2 separate regions of the Pan troglodytes genome follow, and region 2 is linked to region 1. Evidence: chromatin contacts called from public Hi-C data. All regions are on one chromosome and are shown on one strand. The core of a region is the stretch at or near the end of the contact, and the rest is flanking DNA. Distances in the headings are between cores, read along the strand shown.

What was found. A called contact is a pair of places that touch in the nucleus more often than the background predicts.
Region 2: a contact with region 1 is called in a Hi-C map of stem cell-derived neural progenitor cells, with 4 times the contacts expected there. The contact joins the promoter of GINS4 here to the promoter of SFRP1 in region 1. A contact is called at or near these places in 1 of 7 Hi-C or Micro-C datasets (stem cell-derived neural progenitor cells) and 1 of 1 datasets of contacts at active chromatin or transcription factors (stem cell-derived excitatory neurons).

The regions. Positions count from the first base shown.
Region 1 is chr7:49,609,069-49,614,416 of NHGRI_mPanTro3-v2.0_pri, forward strand. SFRP1 (secreted frizzled related protein 1) reads right to left here and starts at 3,095. Exons shown (of 3, transcript XM_001138037.8): 1 at 2,227-3,095. The coding sequence starts at 2,770.
Region 2 is chr7:49,829,311-49,834,658 of NHGRI_mPanTro3-v2.0_pri, forward strand. It overlaps GINS4 (GINS complex subunit 4), which reads left to right and starts at 2,490. Exons shown (of 9, transcript XM_063817054.1): 1 at 2,490-2,672; 2 at 3,464-3,578. The coding sequence starts at 3,483.

The DNA.
Region 1 (5,348 bases), core at 1,845-4,344:
TACTATCCCACAGCCACAAGCCATAAGGTTATGGGGATCAGTAGTCTGGTTTGTCTTGACCTGCCCTCTACACACCTACACACACACACACGCCCCACCCTCCCCTCCACAGGGACCTCGCAGGAAATCACGTGGGGCTCCCTTACACCAGGGATTGCAGTCCTGGGGAGGGTGGTGTGCCATCTCAGGGCAGAGCCCCCCACCAAAACCACTGAGGGGAAAACCAGTCCCAAGCTCCACGCCCGACCGGCCCTCTCCCCACTTTTCTCTTTGTTCCTCAAAGACCTGTCTTGGGAGGGTGACTACCTGAGCGCTGCTGGGAGGAGTGGAGGTGAGTCAGGACGGTTCCAAGCCAGGCTGAGAAGGGCGCCGACCAGTGGAACTGCAGCCAAGGGGCAAAAGGTGTCCGGAAGACAGCGATTATGGGGTTTCCCCATCCCATCACAGCCTTTTGGGGGCTGGGGTGAGGGATTCTTTCCTCTCTTCTTCAGGCAACCCGTCCAATCCCCCCATGTTCCCTGTGGACTGCAGCACCTTTTCCGCAGCCGAGCCCCCTAAGGTGTCCACTCATGTCTGCAGACGGTCCCAGAAAGAGACCATCGGAGGCCATTGGGAATGGACTCCAGGTCAGGGCCGGGCACAGCCTCTCAGGGCAGGGCCGGGCACAGCCTCTCAGGGCAGGGCCGGGCTAATCCCCGCTGGCTGAGGAAGGGGAGAAGGAAATTCCCGCAGGCTGAAGGGGATGGGTGCACGCCAACAGAACACAAGGCGCTTTGTTTGCTCCAGGTAACTGCTCAGTTCTCGCTCGCAAAGTGCAGTTGCATCCGCTACCCTCACTCCACTCCCACCACCAGAGTTGACCCTGAGAGCAGCGGGGCCCAGACCTGGCCACTGCGGGCAATCAGTGCCATTCCCATCCAGCCATCCAACGTCAGTCACTGTGGACCCATCTCCACCCTCCCTAGAATAAGCAAAAGCATCTAAAATTTGGGGTATCCCTTTCCCCAACCTGCCCGAATCCTCCCTCTGAGGAGCCAGGTGACTGCAAGCCCCTCTTTTAGCATCAATAACAGAGGTTAAAGACACTTTAAGGTGAGCTAAGTGTAGGCAGTCTTTCTCCCCCACCCTAAAGGCCCTCCTCAAAAAGCCCTCAGGAAGCCTGCGTCTGTGCTAAGCGCAGCTGAGGTACAGCTCCCCAATCCCTGACCCTCTCCACACCTCAGAGCCTAAACTTCGCTTCTAAAGAATTCTGGGTTGAATTTACTTCTACAGAAGTCAGGTCTGTGATGTGTATATTTTATCTTTATATTTATTTCATTTTATTTGACTTCCCAGGATTTTTTTTTCTTCCCCCTCAAGAATTGCTCTTTAAACATAAGGGGGTTTTGAGAGGAACCTCGGGCCGGTCCCTCAGGCTGTTAGGAAAGTCTCCAATTTGCAGAGCCGCTCTCCCCGGGAGGAGATGAACAATGAGCTAATTACATTTTTATCTTTCTAATGAGCTGAGGATTTGTGTAAATGAGAAAAGCAGGGGGTACGCTAGAGGGAGGGAGAAAAGACTTTCCACCCCCAGCCCTCCGAGGGCAGAGCTGGTACCTGGAAGGGGTGGAGAAACAGAAGTCCCCACGGTTCCTAAACTTTCTCAGCCAGTTCTGCAGCAATCCCAAGGCTACTTGACTGAATGACCAGTGAAGGAAAGGGCTTGGTTTTATTTTTTAAATCTTTGTCGAACCTATGAAAATAAACAAAAGCTGCTCCAAGCATTCTCTCGGCCTTTCTGAACTTTCTACGCTTTGGGTTTTTGTTTTTTTCCTTCCGTCTCAGAGGTTAAAAACTTCGATAGGGACTCGGAGTCCTCCTAGAGGAGAGGGAAGCTCCCCTGTTATTTAAAGCGCAAGGCTTAGTTTCAGGTATGCGAAAGGCGAAGTTGGATCCCAGGAAGAGCGGCTCCGGGGACCACAGCGAGTCCCTGCGAGGCCGAGGCGCAGAGCTGCCGCTCCCGGGCCAGCCCCGCCGTGCACCTGGGTCGCGAGGGGCGCTGAGCGATACCTGGGACAGACCAGACGCGCTTAGGAATCACGTGCACAGCATGCGAGCAACCTCCGGCCCTCAGTCCCCAGCAGCGGGACCCAGCGGCGGGCGGGCGTAGGGTGGCGCGGGTTCTCCTGCAGCTCCGGCCGGGGGATGGAGGGGGCGGCTCGCGCACGTGGGAGGAGGCAGCCTTACCTTGGGGCTTGGAGGCTTCGGTGGCATTGGGCGGCGTCATGGCGATGCAGACGTCCCCCTCGGGGAACTTGTCACACTTAAGCATCTCGGGCCAGTAGAAGCCGAAGAACTGCATGACCGGCTCACACGAGTCGCGCACGGCCTCGCAGAGCCAGCGGCACGGGTAGATGGGCCGGTCCAGGCAGACGGGCGCGAAGAGCGAGCAGAGGAAGACCTGGGTGCCGGCGTGGCAGTTCTTGTTGAGCAGGGGCACCCAGCTGCTGGCCTGCTGCTTCACCTCCGCCATGGTCTCGTGCTCCAGCAGGTTGGGCAGCACCATCTTCTTGTAGCCCACGTTGTGGCACAGCCGCAGGTCCGCGGGGATGTCCACGCACTGCGGCGGCTTGGTGTAGAAGCGCCCGCTCTGGTACGGGCCGATGTCCGACTGGAAGCTCACGTAGTCGTACTCGCTGGCCGAGCCCACGGCCAGAAGCGCCGCGCCCAGCGCCAGCAGCACGCCGAGGGCTGCCCCGCGGCGGCCCCCCACGCTGCGCCCGCTGCCCATGCCCGCTCTGCGCCCTGTTCACCGCGACGTCGGGGCTGCCTCCGCCGCCTCCCCGCGCGCGTCCTGCCGCAAACTTCCAGGGACCTCCGGGGACAAAAGGCGCCGTCCCCAGCGCTGCCCGGCTCCGCGGCCGCAAGCTGCTGCCCGGTACCCCCCGCCGGTGGCGGCCCTCGGCCTGCGGTCGGAGGCGGCGCGGGCGGGGAGCCGGCGCTGCGGGCTGGGTGCGCCCCGGCTCCGGGAGGTGCGGCGAGCAGGAAGGCGCGGGGCGGCGGGCGCGCGGCACAGACTCCGGAGGCTGCAGGGCTGGAGTGCGCGGGGCTCCTACGGCCGAGCCCTCGGAGCCGCCCCGCGCAGCCAATCAGCTCCCGGCGGGGCGAGCCGCACTCGTTACCACGTCCGTCACCGGCGCGGGAGCCAATCGCCTCCCTCGCGAGCGGGTTCGGTTTACTAGAACCAGACGCGGCTCAACACCCCTTAAAAAACAAAACCAAAAATACATAAATAAAAGGGGGAGGAGGAAAGAGACAAGGGGAAAAAAAGAAGGGGAATGGATCACGGCGTGGGGTGGAGAGAGACCAGGGCGGACGCTGTAATTAACTCGCATTGGCTTGCAGAGAAGCGGGAGCCTGGATCATACTTGCAAACCCATGAAATTATGAAGACTTTTTTTTTTTTTGAGACAAAGTTTCGCTCTTGTTGCCTAAGCTGGAGTGCAATGGCGCTATCTCCGCTCACTGCAACCTCCGCTTCCCGGGTTCAAGCGATTCTCCTGCCTCAGCCTCCGGAGTAGCTGGGATTACAGCCGCGTGCCACCACGCCCCCGCTAATTTTTTGTATTTTTAGTAGAGACGGGGTTTCACCATGTTAGCCAGGCTGGTCTCGAACTCCTGACCTCAGGTGATGCTCCTGCCTTGGCCTCCCAAACTTTTTTTTTCTTTTTCTTTACACTGCTTCCTAATTTCAACCAACAGCCCTTTAGACTAGCGGCTCCTCTCCTCGGTTCTCTAGCTGCGGTGCAGACAGGTGGTTTCCCAACTAACAGGGGGTCAGGAAGGCTGAAGCGAGGGAGGTCTGCTTGTAAATCCCTAGTGGGCCTGGCTGGGCTCCCTGGAAGGCGAGGCGAAGGCGCAGTTGGAGCTGTTTGCTGTGAGCAACACCTCTCCAGGTGGGGCCGCCCGTGGTGGCCCTCAACACTGGGGCAGTGGGTGGACTTTGCCCGGTGTGGCGGCAGGAAGAGCTGCTAGCAACGGTATTAGCTCTGGGAGAGCACTTTTTAAAATATATAATATATATTTCAATAGAAAAACCCTACTCAAGTCCTAGCCCGGGCGACAGCACATCTGTGTGTTTGTGGTGTGGAAAGCCAAAACATTAAAAACATATGTGCACTTATCAGCGTGGCTGGTGTAAATACCAAGTCCATCACTCAGGCACACATGCTAAGGTCAGACCCAGTCCAGGAACTTCAAGTTAAAATCAAGGGTCCCCACTAGGGCAGACGCCAAGAGGACGGTATCAGCACAACAGCTCGGCCCCCAGGAACAGAAGTCTCTCTGCCACCTTCTACCTCGAATTCCTGAGAATTCTTCGTAGGTTTCAAACATTCCCCTGAGAGGGAGGGTTAAGCTCTGGAGAGCTGGGAGTGAGACCCGGACTATCCCGGGACAGAAGACCACAGCAAATAGTTCATGAAGTTCCTGGAGTCTCCACATCTTCTGTCCCTAAGTGCGGGTGGAGAGAGGCTGATATATTCATAGCCCAGTCTGAGCGCACACCCCATGTGGCAAAGGGGTCACAGATCTTAGCGCTCCACAGAGACACTGTAGGGCACGCTGCCTTGCCCGCCAGCTTGTTTGTAAAGCTCTAGGGAGCTTGCTTTGGACTCTGCAAACCTAATTTCTTGATGGACAGATTCCAAGTGAAATGACTAGACTTTGTGAAGAAGCAGGGCTGTTTTCTTAAAGCAATCGTGCCCGTACAGACACGGTGATTCCACGGTGCACACAGGAGGCTTCTGCAGATGGATGACTTCTCTGTCATTTCGTGGCCAATGGAAGATGCCTTGACACTCAAAAGGTGACATGGAGGCTGGAAGGAAAACACAGAGAAGAGAGAGCAAGATCGGGATGGCCAAGGGTTAATCCCAAGACAATTGGTGAGGCCGGCCTGTGGAGCTGAGGAAGACATTCCTCACAGAGAATAGACCGCAGGATACCCGGCAACCGTGTCTCAATTCAAGGGGCATTTAGAGAAAAATGCTGTTTGGTAGGGGGTCTTTTTGTCTCCTAGGGCCAGGCCCTCTGCCTCAAGCCAAATGCGTCTGTTTGCTCACTGCAAAGATGGATGTTTGCAGATAACATCCTCTCACCTCTGAACCCAGGCTTAGCTGACCGCTCACTCACGTTTTCAGTTTTCCCGAATGGCAGGAGGACTTGTTTCTGTCCACGGTTAAATGCTGGAAATTCGTCCAGGTGACTGCCCTGGAAGTCCCAAGTCAGGAGTAAATCTCACAAATCCATTCAGGGGAAGACCTCGCCTATGTCTGGTCACTCCGAGTAGACTTTGATCACCTCCAGTC
Region 2 (5,348 bases), core at 1,240-3,739, 220 kb after region 1:
CCCTTCATCTTAGCTGGGACGGTTTGAAGCCTCAGCACTAGAATCACCTGAAGGATCATTCAACCCAGACATCTGGAGAATGGAACAACTGGGGTTCTGGGGTTCCTCCAGTAAGGCTCCCCATCTCTGCCTGGCATCTTCATATCGACTCTCTTGCACATCGACTGCAGGCTAGCCAGACTTCTTCCACGTCAGCCCACAGCTCTCAAGAGATAGGGCTCCAGAAAAAAGAGCCAAGTGGGAGCCACATTGCCTTTTATGACTTAGTCCCAGAAGCCAAGCAGCATCACTTCTGCCAAATTCTCTTGGTCAAAGCAGTTAAAAAACTCTTTCCTGATGTAAAAGGCAAGAACAGGGCCAGGCGCTGTGGCTCACATCTGTAATCCCAGCACTTTGGGAGGCTGAGGTGAGCAGATCACTTGAGCCCGAGTTCAAGACCAGCCTGAGCAACATGATGAAACCCCACCTCTACCAAAAATACAAAAAATTAGCCAGGCATGGTACACACCTGTAGTCCCAGCTACTCATGGGGGCTGAAGTGGGAGGATCACCTGAGCCCAGGGAGGTCAAGGCTGCAATGAGCCGTGACCGCCCCACTGCACTCCAGGCTACGCGACAGAGTGAGGCCCTGTCTCTAAATAAATAAATAGAAGGTGAGAACATAGACCCCACCTCTTGATGGAGGAGTGTCAGTGTCACATGGTAAGAAGGGTATGTGGGGTGAGATCCATATTAGAGCAGCTATGTTTGGGAAACACACTCTGCCACAACCAAAAACCACTGGATTACCAAACCGTTGAAACAGACCTTGAAATAACCACCTATTTGCCACTCACAAAATTCATTTCATAAGACACAGCTCAAATGTCCCTTCCTTTTGGGAATCACGTGCTGATATGCCCCAGCTTACACAGCGCTTTGTAAAGATGCCTACTCTCTCACTCGGCTTATTCTATTGTCATTTTCATAACAGGATTGTAATCAGGCAGGTACGATCATACTATATTAGCCAATCATTTTACTAGTCAATCAATATGACATCATAGGGCAGCTTTGCAAAGAGCCCTCAGATTGATGGAGAAGAGATACTTTTAGGGAAGCCAGAAGCAACGCTTTGCACAGAAAACAAAGGACAGCAAAGAGAAAAGAATCAGCAACTCAGAGAAGAAAAACTGGATCACACAAAGATGGAAAAAATATATACATATACAGACATGGGTTTTTGTGCTTTTCCCCTCCAGAAGCTGAGTTGAAAGCATTGCCCCAAAGCAGTGATTCTCTTTTCTTTTTTCTTTTTTTTGAGATGGAGTCTGGCTCTGTCTCCCAGGCTGGAGTGCAGTGATGCCATCTCGGCTCACTGCAGGCTCCGCCTCCCGGGTTCACGCCATTCTCCCGCCTCAGCCTCCCGAGTAGCTGGGACTACAGGCGCCCGCCACCACGCCCGGCTAATTTTTTTGTATTTTTAGTAGAGACGGGGTTTCACCATGTTAGCCAGGGTGGTCTCGATCTCCTGACCTCGTGATCCGCCCACCTCGGCCTCCCAAAGTGCTGGGATTACAGGCGTGAGCCACCGCGCCCGGCCCCAAAGCAGTGATTCTCAAACCTCAGCTACGTCAGGGTCACCGGGAGGGCCTGGGTCTGGTGAAATACCCCCAGTTTCTGATTCAGTGGGCCAGGGTGGGGCCTGAGAACCTGCATTTTCGCAGATTCCCAGGCGATGCTTCTGCTGGTCGTCCGATCCCAGGCTTCAAGAACCAGTACCCACTTTGTGAGGCCGAGGTGGGAGGATTGCTTGGATCCTTGAGTTCGAGACCAGCCTGGCCATCATAGGGAGAACCTCCCCACCCCCAACCCCGCCACAGTTCTATTTTTTTTTTTTTTAAATTAAAAAATAACTGGGCGTGGTGGCGCTGGCCTGTGGTCCCAGCTACTCCGGAGGCTGAGGTGGGAGGATCGCTTAAGCCCGGGAGGCGGAGGTTGCAGTGAGCTGTGGTGGTGCCACTGCACTCCAGCCTGGGCACAAGAACGAGACCCTGTCTCAAGAAAGATGAAAAGGAATATACTGGAGATTCTGAAGGCAATGACCACACTGACCACAGGTGAAACCCCGCAAAGACGGAGGAACCCAAAGAGCCACGAGAGCTGTGGGTGGAGACGGCCCAGGAGGCTGCAGCGGCCTGCTTTCAACAGCATACTTCTGGGTGGGACCCCCCCGGGGCGGACACCGCCGCTCCCCTTGGCCGCGGTGGCGGGCGCCCCCTCCCGACGCCCTTGGGTAGTGCAACCCGGACCGCACAGCGGAGCGGCCGGCCCCCAGGTGGGCGGGGCCAACCCGGACCAGCCTCCCGCCGCCTCAAGTCCTTGCGTTGCTGGGACGGCAGGCCGCCGCGAAGACAGTCCCCGCCCGCCGGGTGGGCGGGCCCAAGGAGACCGCCGCGCTCTTCCCCCCGGGCCTTGATTGGTCAGCGTCGCCCTTGCGCGATGACGTCGTGCCTGGGCGGAAAGTTTGCGAGAGTAGCGCGGGAGCTGAGAAGTTGGAGGGTTGGGTTGGTCCCGGCAAGGCCTTGAGCAGTTTGTTCCGCTGTCTTCCCGCTTCCTGGTGCCCCGACTGCGTCCCCACGAACGCCCCGTCCTTACCGCCGGCTGCTGTGGAGTGCCTCGCTGTCTCCCAGGTCCCCGAGTGAGCGTCGAATGGGACCTCTGTGGCTAGGGCAGGCCTGTGTGGGTGGCCCTGAGAGGGAGGAGGGGAGGGGGATGTTCGCAGTTTCCTTGCGACCCCAGGGACTTTGTCCCCGCCATCCACCTCCTTAGGCCTTTGGGGTCGCCGACTGGTCTAATGTCGCCGGCCCTTGTGGCTCTGGGAAATTAGCATTGATTAATCTTCCTAACAATTTTTGTTTTTATAGAGACAGGATCTCCCTATGTTGCCCAGGCTGGTCTCGAACTCCTGGGCTCAAGGTATCTTCCTGCCTCGGCTTCCCAAAGTGCTGGGATTACAGGCGTGAGCCCGGCCAGCTCCTAATAATGTTAAGTGCTTGCTAGGAGTCAAGCGCTGTGCTGAGCGCAGGGGCTTCCCAGGTCATTGCGTCCCCAGTGCTTAGTGCCAGGCACTGAGCAGAAGCGCGATTCGTATTTGAACTAAAACGAACCCCGTCCCTGAGGAACAAGACCTCTACTGGGAAGTCAAAGAAATGAATAGTGATTGTATGGTGTGATGGGTGCTCAGCTCTTGGTGGACGGAAGTAAAGGGGAGGCTTGTTTGAGAAACGGATACCTGACCTAAGCCTTGGAGGAAGAGGCAGACACTGGAAAACTAGAGTCCCTGCGTTCTCTCACCACTTGCTAAAGGGCCTCTACAACCCCAGGAAACCTCAATAAACCTTTCCTTTCTCCAGATAGATGTCTGTTCTTGCAGATAATTAGAAAACGCATTGCAGAGTATTGGTTCTTTCCCTCTCATTAGGTTCCTGGTTTCAGAGAAGATGACCGAAGAACTGGATTTCCTGGGACAGGACTCTGATGGGGGTAGTGAGGAAGTGGTCCTAACTCCTGCAGAGCTCATTGAAAGATTGGAGCAGGTAAGCATCCCAGATCGAATCCCTTTGCTCCAGTCAGCCTTTTTATTTAGTTCAACTGTGAATATCAGGGATCACAAAATGAGGAAACGGAATTTGGGGCTTATTTCAGAACAGGGACTGGATCTTAACCATCTACATGGAAACGGGAAGCAAGAAGGACATCCTGTGTTAGAGACCTCATCATATCAAACACAGCATCCCCAAGTGGGGTCAGTAAGGGACAGCTTTGGGCACATTCAGTGAACAGTTCACAGAGCAAGGATCCACGTGATATTTCCAGGGACTGTAGAGGTCCCTGAACTTCTTTACCTTAGTCCCTTGAACATCTGCTGTTTCCCTGGAGAATGCCTGTTTAGCAAGAAAATGCTGAAATGCCTGTAAGGGAAAACTGGTCATATTTTTCCTTTTTCTCACGTTTTTTCTTGAGTCGTCTGCTCTCCATATGTCCACTGCTTATCTAAAATCCTTTCTGAAATATTTCTCCTTTAAGTTGTAATAGCTATGACTTACTGCATATTTCCCATGTGCCAGTAACTGTGTTCTTTACACTTATATCTCATGATGCTCTGGTAACAGGAGTTCAGACTATCTGGATTTAAATCTGTCTGTGACACTCCTCTGTTATGTGATCTTGAGCAAGTTAGGGAGTTTGTCTCAAGCCGTTGCTTGCCTATAAAATTGAGACAATAGGGCCGGGCACGGTGGCTCAAGCCTGTAATCCCAGCACTTTGGGAGGCTGAGGTGGGCGGATCACCTGAGGTCCAGGAGTTCGAGACCAGCCTTACCAACACGGTAAAACCCCGTCTCTACTAAAAAACAAAAATTAGCCGGATGTGGTGGCGCATGCCTGTAATCCCAGCTACTCGGGAGGCTGAGGCCGGAGGATCACGTGAACCTGGGAGGCAGAGGTTGTGGTGAGCCAAGATCCTACCCACCATTGCACTCCAGCCTGGGCAACAAGAGTGAAACTCCGTCTCAAAAAAATAATAAAATAAAATTGAGATGATAATAGTGTCTATGTCCTGGAGTTTTTGATTAAATGTGGTAATTGTGTAAAGCACTCAGCATGCTATCTGACACATGATAAGCACTCACTTGATGTGAGCTGTTCATAGTAAGTATCCTTATCCTCTTGCTCTAACTGCCCCTTTCCAGAGCTCTCTCATGTTTGCTACTTTAGTATTCTTCATTCTTCCCTGCCATACATGATATCACGAATGACAAAACGGAACTAAAATGATTTTTAAATTATACCTTACATGATAATCCTTACTATTTAGCAGTGATTCTTAATCTGTTTTTATATCACAGACCTTTTTGAGAAACTGGTAGAAACTGTGGTCTTTCATCCCACAATAACGCACACATGCACCCATGCAGAATTTTGCATATGACTTCCAGGGGATCAGAGATCCCCTGAAATCCACCCACAGACCTAGTTTGTGGAACAGCATTAAGAATTCCTGGTTCATTAGGAAAGGGTTCATTAAACAAAAATCAAAAGGCACATAGCATAAAGCAAAAAAGGGATACATTCCTGGAGTGCAGTGGTGTGATCTTGGTTCACTTGCAGCCTCCACCTCCCAGGTTCAAGCGATTCTCCTGCATCAGCCTCCTGAGTAGCTGGGCCTACAGGTGTGCACCACCACGCCTGGCTACTTTTTGTATTTTTAGTAGAGATGGGGTTTCACCATATTGGGTTTCGCTGTGTTGGCCAGGCTGGTCTCGAACTCCTGACCTTGTGATCTGCCTGCCTTAGCCTCCCAAAGT